2 separate regions of the Mus musculus genome follow, and region 2 is linked to region 1. Evidence: chromatin contacts called from public Hi-C data. All regions are on one chromosome and are shown on one strand. Each heading gives the region's core, a stretch centred on a gene start, on an enhancer-like site or on the middle of the called end of the contact. The rest is flanking DNA. Distances are from core to core; before and after follow the strand shown.

The links. A called contact is a pair of places that touch in the nucleus more often than the background predicts.
Region 2: a Hi-C map of cerebral cortex shows a contact between it and region 1, with 1.7 times the contacts expected there. The contact joins two enhancer-like sites. A contact is called at or near these places in 1 of 15 datasets of contacts at CTCF or cohesin (the NIH/3T3 cell line), 4 of 484 Hi-C or Micro-C datasets (the N1E-115 cell line, cerebral cortex and liver), 2 of 115 datasets of contacts at active chromatin or transcription factors (embryonic stem cells and extraembryonic endoderm stem cells) and 1 of 9 other capture datasets (adipose tissue).

The regions. Positions count from the first base shown.
Region 1 is chr15:53,109,936-53,114,712 of GRCm38.p6, reverse strand. All of the region lies in intron 1 of Ext1 (exostosin glycosyltransferase 1), which reads left to right. Among named protein-coding and RNA genes, the nearest start is that of Gm41323, 180 kb to the right of the region's middle. Within about 2 kb of position 1,567, at least 126 of the 459 cell types and tissues checked have an H3K27ac peak or open chromatin away from gene starts, as enhancers often do. A contact at or near this core is called in cerebral cortex and liver, where this site is marked.
Region 2 is chr15:53,282,573-53,287,340 of GRCm38.p6, reverse strand. The region is part of intron 1 of Ext1 (exostosin glycosyltransferase 1); the gene reads left to right. Among named protein-coding and RNA genes, the nearest start is that of Ext1, 61 kb to the left of the region's middle. Within about 2 kb of position 3,445, at least 36 of the 459 cell types and tissues checked have an H3K27ac peak or open chromatin away from gene starts, as enhancers often do. A contact at or near this core is called in cerebral cortex and liver, where this site is marked.

The DNA.
Region 1 (4,777 bases), core at 318-2,817:
TTAACCCCCTCCCCCTGCCCTGAGCTCTTTAACCATTCCTGACCCACTCCAAATTGGGTGTTTTCCCTCCCCATGGACCCTTTGATCCTGATGGACTACCATTAGCCTAGAAATGCCCATCTTCCAGTGTTTGTAGCTCTTGCTCCGTCATCAGTGCTTAGCAAAGAGTCCTGGAAATCTTCGAGATACACATCCCTGTTCTCATCTTCCTCACCAATGCCTTCTGTAGCCACCCATGCCTTATCTTCCCTGCCCCCCCCCCCCCGCTTCCATATGAACATCTGACAACTTCACAGTGTTTTCACTGGACCACGATCTTCTTAAGACGGACCTAACATGTGGATGGCACACACGCACTCACACACTCATCCAAGAACAGAGATGCACTAGTCTGTATTTCCTTTTCCTCATCACAGGGCACTCTGGAACTTCAGCCACCCCAAGTATTAGCTTTCTGATTTTTTTTCATAAGAGATGTGACTCAAATCTGGGTATAAACAGAGAAGAATCATTACTTAGAAGGGACGGGGCTGGCAGAAAAAGAGCAGCTGTGATGTTCACCCAGTTCATAAGTAAATACTCGAGACAAACTATCACCTCAGGCAGCCTGGAATTGTGTGAGTCTGAAGATTAGAGGCTCATTGCTGGCTTCTTGCCTGTCCACTGTGGCTAGCGAAAAAGCAGGATCATTTGGCCAACGTGCTTGTGAGAGAGGATCTGTGGGAACCCTGGGAAGACAGCAAGCCACAGCAGCGGCTTCCTTCCTTGTACAGCTTCTGATGAGGAGAAAGCTTTTAAACTACACACTGCTGCTGTGTGGGGAGCTGCGGCTTCTGCTTTCATTTTCTTTTAACGGGTCTGCTCCTCGTTTGTCTCTTGGCTGTCTTTGCAAAACTGTTTTTTTGTTTTTTTCATTGTTGGTAGTTTTTAAAAAATGTTTATTCCATTCCTTCTGATATAATTTGCCATAATAACCTGCAATTGCATACTACTTTCCTGATTATACTGCATGTACATAATTTCATTTGAGCTTCACAGCTTTGAGACTGACAGAAGCTAAGAGATGTGCATGGGGGTCTCGCAGGAGAGCCACACTCCAGATTCTTCAGCCCAGGTCTCCTCATTGACAGCTGCCTGTGTTTCTGATAATCTGCTGGCTCCCTTCAGCTGAAGTGATTACAGCTATCTTTTGCAGAAATGCTCATAAGGTGCTGTACTTTAATTAAAATGTATCGTTTGGAAGCCGGGCGTGGTGGTGCACACCTTTAATCCCAGTACTCGGGAGACAGAGGCAGGCGGATTTCTGAGTTCAAGGCCAGCCTGGTCTACAAAGTGAGTTCCAGGACAGCCAGGGCTACACAGAGAAACCCTGTCTAGGGAGAAAAGAAATTAAAAAGAAAAAGAAAAGAATGTATCATTTGGTCAGGTCAGTAGAAGGATCAACCCCTTTGGATGAACCAGGAAACTAAGCCCAGACAAATTAGTATTTCCCAAGATTGCCCAGTTTGTGGATGGTAAGCATAGACTGTGAACCCAGGTTTGGCTGCTTGACCACTGAGCTCTTGTTTACTAAGTTTTTAGCTACCAGTTCCCTGCTGCACAAAATGTACTGGGCATTACAATGGACTCACATAGAATCCAAGGCTCTTTCCCAAGAGTTCTGGATTCAGCAGGCCTGGGTGATCCTGAGATCTGTGCAGTTCCCTGGTACCACAGGTGATACAAGTGGCAGGGACAACACTTGGTGGAATGGTATGAACCACTCTGTCTCCCTTGCCTAGTCACACTGACTCACTATTAGTGAGTCATCTTATGTGGTGAGGGAAGACTTCAAATAACATTCCATAGCATATCTGAAATGGGGTTATATTCTGTACCTTATTCAGTACAACTCTAGGAAGAAAACTATTATACCTATTGCATGGTACTGGCTTCCAGGTTAAAGTCAGGGTCATGTCGTTTTTATTGCACATTTTCTGTGGAGCCACTTAGAAAGGCTCTTCTATCTCCTGCATCATTACCTCTGGAGTGTGGACTGTAATGCCACAAAGGGGAGACAACTGGTTTACCAGCTGAAGCTGCAAATTCTCTGAAAGCAGTTGATACCTCTCCTGTCTCACTGTGTGTGTGTGTGTGTGTGTGTGTGTGTGTGTGTTTTAAGTTGTATGTGATTATAGCATGTCTTACATCTCCTGACTTAATAAGATGAACTGGTCTACTTTAGAAGATTGTCTCCCCACTTGACCTATAAAGTCTGTCTCCCCCACCTCTAACCAATGGTAGCGACTACTCCGTTCTCCGGCCCCGTCGTTATATGCTGTCACAAGTGTTATGAAAATGGAGCAATGTAGTGTGTACCCTTTAGAGGGTGGCTTTGGACTCGGCATTAGCATCCTCGAGGTCCTTGTGTACTTAAGTAGTTTGATCCGTGTTCTTTTACTTCATTATGTTTTATTCATCTGAGAAGTGATCTAGGCTATGTGTATACCACAATCTTGCCTCATTCATACTTGGAAGGGTATCCAGTGTATACATTTGTGGACAGTTCTCCTATGTAAAAATGCCTTCATTTCTCTGGGATAAATGCCTAAGTACAGTGCTGGGTCATATGAAAAGTCCATTTTTAGTTTGAGAAGGAACTGCCAGATTGTCCCCAAAACAGCCTTACCATTTTCCTCTCATTGTAGCCCCCAAGGAAGAGCTCTTGTTTTTCTTGTTTTCCATGTTTCTATCTGTGCTTGTTCTCATGTGTCCTCTTAGATCATACACTGTCCTGCAGGGAGCAAGTGGCACCTCCTTGTGTTTTGGGTTGATTTCCGTTCCTTCAATGACTAACGATACTCAGTATCTTCCTGTGTTCTTCTTGGTGCTTTATTCATTTTCTTTGGGAAAAATATCAGTTCAAATTGTTAGCCCATGTTTACATTGGATTCTCTTATTGTTGTATCAGAAGTGTTTTTTCCATAGTCTAGACCAGTGTTTCTCAACCTGTGGGCCTCAAACCCTTCGGAGGTCACATATAATATACTTGCATTATAATTTACAACAGTAGCAAAATTACAGTTATGAAGTAGCAATGAAATAACTTTATGTTTAGGGTCACCACAACATAAGGAACTATATTAAAGGGTCACAGACTTCGGAAAGTAGAGGGCCATGGTTTTAGACAAAGTTTCTTAGGAGATGGATGATTTGAAAGTATTTCTGCTTCAGGAGATTGTCTTTTTCCCTTCCAGGAAGGAGCTTCTAGAGTTGAGTTCTCATAGGCAGAGATAGAAACCTGTATAATGAGACAAGCCATGACATAGATGCCAGTCACCGAAGGCTGGGGAGATTTTCTCAGACCTTGTACGCGCGCACACACACACACACACACACACACACACACACACCATCCCTCTGTCTTATGCATTTGGCACTACTCAAGAAAGTTTAAATCAAACTGTTGGGTTTTTTTTTTTTTTTCATTAATAAAGTGTTGGTTTGGGGAGAGAATTCCACAGGGTCTGGCTATGTCACACTGGAGTGATGATTCTAGTTTTCTCTGGTGATGGGGATGACTTTAAGAGATTTTACAGCCTTTTTTGTTTGTTTGTTTGTTTGTTTGTTTGTTTGTTTCTTCAAGAAAGGGTTTCTCTGTTTCGTTTTGGTTGTCCTGGAACTAGTTCTATAGACCAGCTGGCTTTGAACTCATGGAGATCAGCCTGCCTCTGCCTCACTGCTGGGATTAAAGGCATATGCCTTCACTGTCCCGCTTGAGATTTTAAATCTTATCAATTAGGTTCAATCTTGGGCAGATAAAGCAACTGCCTTTGGATAGTGTCTGTCTGAATGTGACAGTATCATCAGAAGTGTTTTTTTTTTAAGGACACATGAATATATGCTCAGGTTCAGTGAAGCAAGAGAGCATCACAGGAGACCGAGTTAAAGAATTCCAAAGCAGGAAATGCCCCAAGTGAAGCCAGTAACTGGCCCAACTAAGGTCATCATCATCCGTTCTCTTGAAACAACTCAGTATTTCATGAATTCCTCAACCATAGAATCTAAAAGAGAAAAAGGTTCATGGGCTGAGCGTGCTTAAAAGTTGCAATGGAAAATATTTCTTTCAGTTACCTTTCTATGAATAGACACCATAAGGACTTGCCTACAGTTTTATAGGGCGAACTCATGACCATCATGGCATTGAATATGGCAGCAGGCAGACAAAGATTGCACAGTAGCTGAGAGCTTGCATCTGATCCACAAGGAGCAATTAGGGGATGGTGGAATGAAACTGGGCCTGTTGTGAGACATTTGACATTCAAGCCTACCCCTTGTGACATACATCCTGCAACAAGACCACACCTCCTAAATCTCCCCAAATCAGTTCTACCAACTAAGGGCCACACATTCATATATATGAGCCTATGGAGGAGCATTCTCGTTTAAACCACACAATATTGTTGTAAGTTATGTGTGTATATATATATATATTCTGTACAGCTGTCTTTATCTTTGTGACTATATTTGGCAGACATTGGAGCAATTGTGAATGTATACATGCATGCTCCTCCTAGAAAGATTGTGAAAATCTTGGTGGAATGGTCTCAAAAGACATTTTTTTTTAAACCTAAAACCAACAGCACAAAGAATAGCGGGAACGTAGAAGCTGACAGGAGACATGTAATCTGAGTGGCTCTTTATTTCAGGTGAGGAAACAGATGCCCTGAAAAGCACCCGTGTTAAGCTCATGGCCTCCGAGCAGGACCTAACAGGTTCAGGGTGCTTCCCTCATCTC
Region 2 (4,768 bases), core at 2,196-4,695, 170 kb before region 1:
AGCTTATGGGATAGAATCTTGGTCTTTGTCTCTGTCTGTCTGTCTGTCTGTCTCTCTCTCTCTCTCTCTCTGTCTCTCTCTCTCTCAAACAAACACACACACACACACACACACACACACAGCTCCCTCACCGTCACCAAATTGGTGGCATTCGGTGTCAGTGGGCTTTTTGTTGAGATGAGTCTCTGTAGAACTAGTCTTGACCTTGTGTGAGTGACAGTGACTGGGGCAGTAGGGAGCTGGTGGAGCAGGGAGATTGCTTGAGAGGTTGAAGGGAGCCTAAGTCAGGAAGAATCTTGCCTCCAGTCTTCGGAGTCCTTGGCCTCAGTCTCCAGGGCTATTTCCCCTGTTAAATGTTTCTCGTTAGGCTGAGGTGCTTGCTAGACTGCACGTCTAGCCACTGGCAGGCAAGAAAACGCTTCGCCACATGAAGATGAAGGTGCGTTGGCAGTTCTTCAGTCTCTCTACAGAAACTGCAGTTGGACGCCTCCCTTCTTCCTGATTTAAGTGACCATGTTTTTCCCCCTTTGCTCTTCCTTTCCTGCCTGGCAGCCTTGTAAGAGTACTGTTCAAGCAGCCTGCTTCAGAGATGCGGGGTGCCATGATGGGCATTTCTTGTCCTCCTGACCTCCTCCTAGTCCTTTCTGCTGCCTTTCCCCATGTTTTCTTAGCCACCTTGCAGTGTGGGAACTTTGCCAAGGTCTGCTTTGAGTCCTAGGCTGTTGTGTGAGTCTGCTGCTTGTAAAGTCCAGTGAATTACTTTCTCTTGTTTATAGGGGGGATCTGATTGTATCAGCTCCACTTAGGTCCCTAGTATATTTATAGCTCAGAAACTGAGGGCCATGCAGGGGCTAAGTGCTTCTACATGTGAATCAATCTCTCTCTCTCCCTCTCTCTGAATGAATGTTGAGTCCTCTGGCCTTTCTTGTCTTTCTCTTCCTCTCTTGCTGTTAAAAATATATCTCGTATTATTCTTTAAAAATAGTGTTTTCATGTGATCTAGTGGTCTGAGATAGTTGCGTCTAAATGGCAAAAAGCGTTGCTTGTACCCTTTTATGCCCCTGGATGTCTCCCGAGGGAGGAAGAGCGGGAAGCTAAGTTTCAGTTCTCATTATTGGCTTCTGATGATAGTCTGGAATTATTTTATAGGTTGTGTTTGGCTGCCAGCATGGTGCTTGGGTGTGATTAATTTCTGCAGCTTGCCATTGGGTAAATAATTTTCATTCCTTGGATCCTTGTTGAGAAGGGATTAGCCAAGTGAACTGGAAAACATGCCTTTGTAGGAGGGCTTTGGCTGTTTGTGATAATCAATGAACAATCTAGTGGCCAATTTAATCCAGCTCTTACAGAACTAGCTGACTCATTGGCTCTTAATGCTTCTAAACATCTTCAACGGTGTTTTTAATCTTAGGGGACTAGGTATAATTCAGAATTTAGCTTTTCCCCAGGGATCTGGTTCTGGGCATTCTGAATAAACATCTTGTGAAATGGGTTTCAAGATGTCTTTTCCATGAGAACTCTTTCTGTCTTCTAAGTGTGGAAAAAAATACAAGAAAGGTTGGTATCAATTTAGCTCTTTTGGAAATGAAAAGTTAAAGCACAATAAAAAGGAAACAGCTAAAACACAACCCAGCCGAACAAAAACCCCAGAGAATCAGGATCTATCTTGCAGACCTTGGAGGCAGAGGATGCTCAGAGCCTGGGACACGGTTCTCGGGTTTGGCATCACGTCATTCCAGGAGTAAATAATCTACAGCTGAGCCTTTGCCTGGTGGGATGGTTGGAACACTTTCTGCCCAGGGGGCACGAGTTTCTACTCACGTGTTCCCCCCATTTGATTTATGCACCGACTGACTGAGGCCGAGAGGTCACTTTAGGAAAGCTTTCTCCTCTTGTCCTCTTGGCCTCGAATAGTTTCCTCCTGTTCCAAGTTCTCTTCTGAACATTGCCTTGCCCTGCCTGGGTCTGCATGCTGGCTGGTTGCTTGCTTGTGAGTTGCAGCAGCATGTCTACTGACTTCCAAGAAATAGAATGGTCAAGATCTTAGGTACTTGACTTCGATTTTCTTTTAAAGGAGTGTGGTGCCCTTGTGGACTAGACTCAGGCTTTGACAATTTTAGCCTAAATCTAGATGACAGGTGAGTGAAGGCCCGACAGACTTCACAGAGCAAAATTCAAGACATCCAAGTAAAATTGAATTTGAGATAAATAACAGATAATGTCCTATTAGCAGGTCAAGCTATCCTCTGACAGTCATAGGTAAGTCAGTATAGAGAAGCTGGGGGTCTCTCTCTCTCTCTCCTTAAAGGCTCCCGGATTAATCCAGGATCCATGGATTATTGTGAATAGGAAAATAATCATACAACCAGGAAAAGAGCCTGCCAATTATTAAGAATTTTCTATATTGATTACCTTTCAGTTCCCAACTTACAGAACAATTGTTGTCAATCATTGCCCATTTGATATATATAGTTGATGTGTGTGTATGTGCATGTAAGTCTCTGGATTTATCTTTGTGATGCTTCTTATGTATGCATGTATATATGCATCTAGTACTTAAAAAAAGATGAACGGTTATTGTGATTCCATTTCAAAGGAGGGGAAACTGAGGAAGAGCAGCGAGCAAGGGACTGGCTGAGGTTAAAGTAAAGGATGGGGGGTGGGGTAGGGATTTAGTCCAAGGTTTTCTGAGTCTTGGGTGGCGCCAGGGTTCTAAGATGGTTCTTTTTCTCCATTAGGTCTTATCATGGCGTATTGGAACTCACTGGACAGCTTTAAAAACACATGAGTCTGAGCACACCCCCAGAGGGGTACACTCAGTTGGTCTGATATTGTCCTTGGCATGGGGTCAGGTTGGGATTTGAAATTTCCCCAGGCGATGTTACTCTAGTGCCGGGGTTCAAGCCTGCTGCTTCCTTCTATTTTTGGAGTCAAATGAATTAATCTTCTCAGGAAATCTGGTCCCTCTATGTGGCCATGCCTGTAGGTTCTACCCCTCCCCCACAGAAACTCACTATTCCAAATGTGGCAGCTAATTTTTCATGGTCTTTGTTTCTTCAGAATTATTTTCAGGAAGTCCTGGTGGAATATATGTTGGGGTATAAACAAACCACAAAGAAAGACCTCTTGGGGGTCTTCTGTTGATGGATTTTCTGAGCGATCTTTTCTTTTTCATTCCTCCATTATACTTCCTGCACCGGGAAATGTCCCTTTGTTCTTCATTTAGCTCCAGCTGGGTACCAGGCTCAGTATTTGAGGAGGTTTACAGATTAATAAAACTAGACCACTGCCCTCCGGGAGTTTTCAATTTTGGAAGGGAAGTATATAAATGTAATTCCAGGTTTAATTTTCTAAGAGTCACTTCAGAGGGACAGAGGATTAAGGACTTCCGTGTCAGCAGTGACAGAGAGGAAATGGGAAGAATGTGGCCCTGGTCTCCCCTTGGCTTGGTTCCTGTCCAGCATTATACCCCCTAGAGTAGTACTCAGACCTGGCTCCTGAGCCCATCTGTCTCTCAGTGGGGTCCTGATGAATTTGTGCTTCTTCAGAGCACACCAGTGATCAGGCTCAGGGCAAAGGCTTGGTCAGTGACAGCAGCCATGTTCAGTGTGCCACTGGAAGCTCTCATCAGACCTTCAAGGCTTACCTCAGTGAGCTGAATGTGTCAGTAACTGGTGGCCTAAGGGTGTTCTATTGGCCTTGAAATCACAAGGTTTCTCTTAATTTGACAGTCAATGAAGAGCTGTGAAGGTATCTGAATACAAAGTTAGACATAGGCGTGGATAAGATGACCTGTGGCTGAGAGTAGATTAGAATGGCAAGCCTAACGGACACTCTAATTATGCAAGACAAAGATGAAAACCTCTAGGCCAGAGAGAGGGGGATTGTCTTTGCTTAAAGGCAGCAGCAACTGAAGAGAAGGCATTTGGAGCATGTTTGGAACACATGTGGTGATGGGTGGGAGTGTGGAACTGTGGCTGTCAGTTTCAGCGGCAATCAGACATGGGCAGCATGGAAGGCTGATTGTTAAAAGGGAAGGGGGTGAGAACTGGGCTCTGGGTAAAGTTCTTTTGGTGTTAGTGTACGCAGTGCAGTGTCACATGCCATGCGATTACACACACGCTGTGATTGTACACTTGGGGATAGTGTAGTATGTCACAATATCAAACTTGCAGTGGTTTAAGGATGCACTGCCACAAGGCTTCCCACCACAGCTACTGTCCCATCTGTCCTTTATGTCAAAATCGAGCTTCCTTCCTCCTTTGCTTAGGTCTGTGCATAACTCTGCATAGGAAATCAGTAAATCTTTCTTTTGTAGTTTGACCAACAGAGCAATTTCTTTTATTACCAGATAGTTCTGTAAGCAATAAATAGTTCTAATATTCTGAGCATATTCATCTCTAAATGGGAGCTAGACTAAGGAGGCATTTAGTAATGCCAGGCTTGACTTACAATTCACAAACAGAAGGTAGATGGCTTTCGATAGGGTTTTAAGGTCATTTACACAATTATGTGCAGTTGGAAACCCTGTACTTTGGGTATGGTGTGATCGAGCCTTTCAGAAGTTTGGTAGCATCATCATTTCATTTTGCTGGAATAGCATGGATTAGGGCTTGGTAGACTTTGCACAAGGGGCCACACAGTTAACATTTGCAGCTTTGCAGTTGAATCTCTGTCCCAATTACTCAGTTCTGCTGCCTTATCTGCAAAGCAGCCACAGACGGCACGCAAACAAATAAACTTTGTGATGTCATTGTGTAGCTTTGCT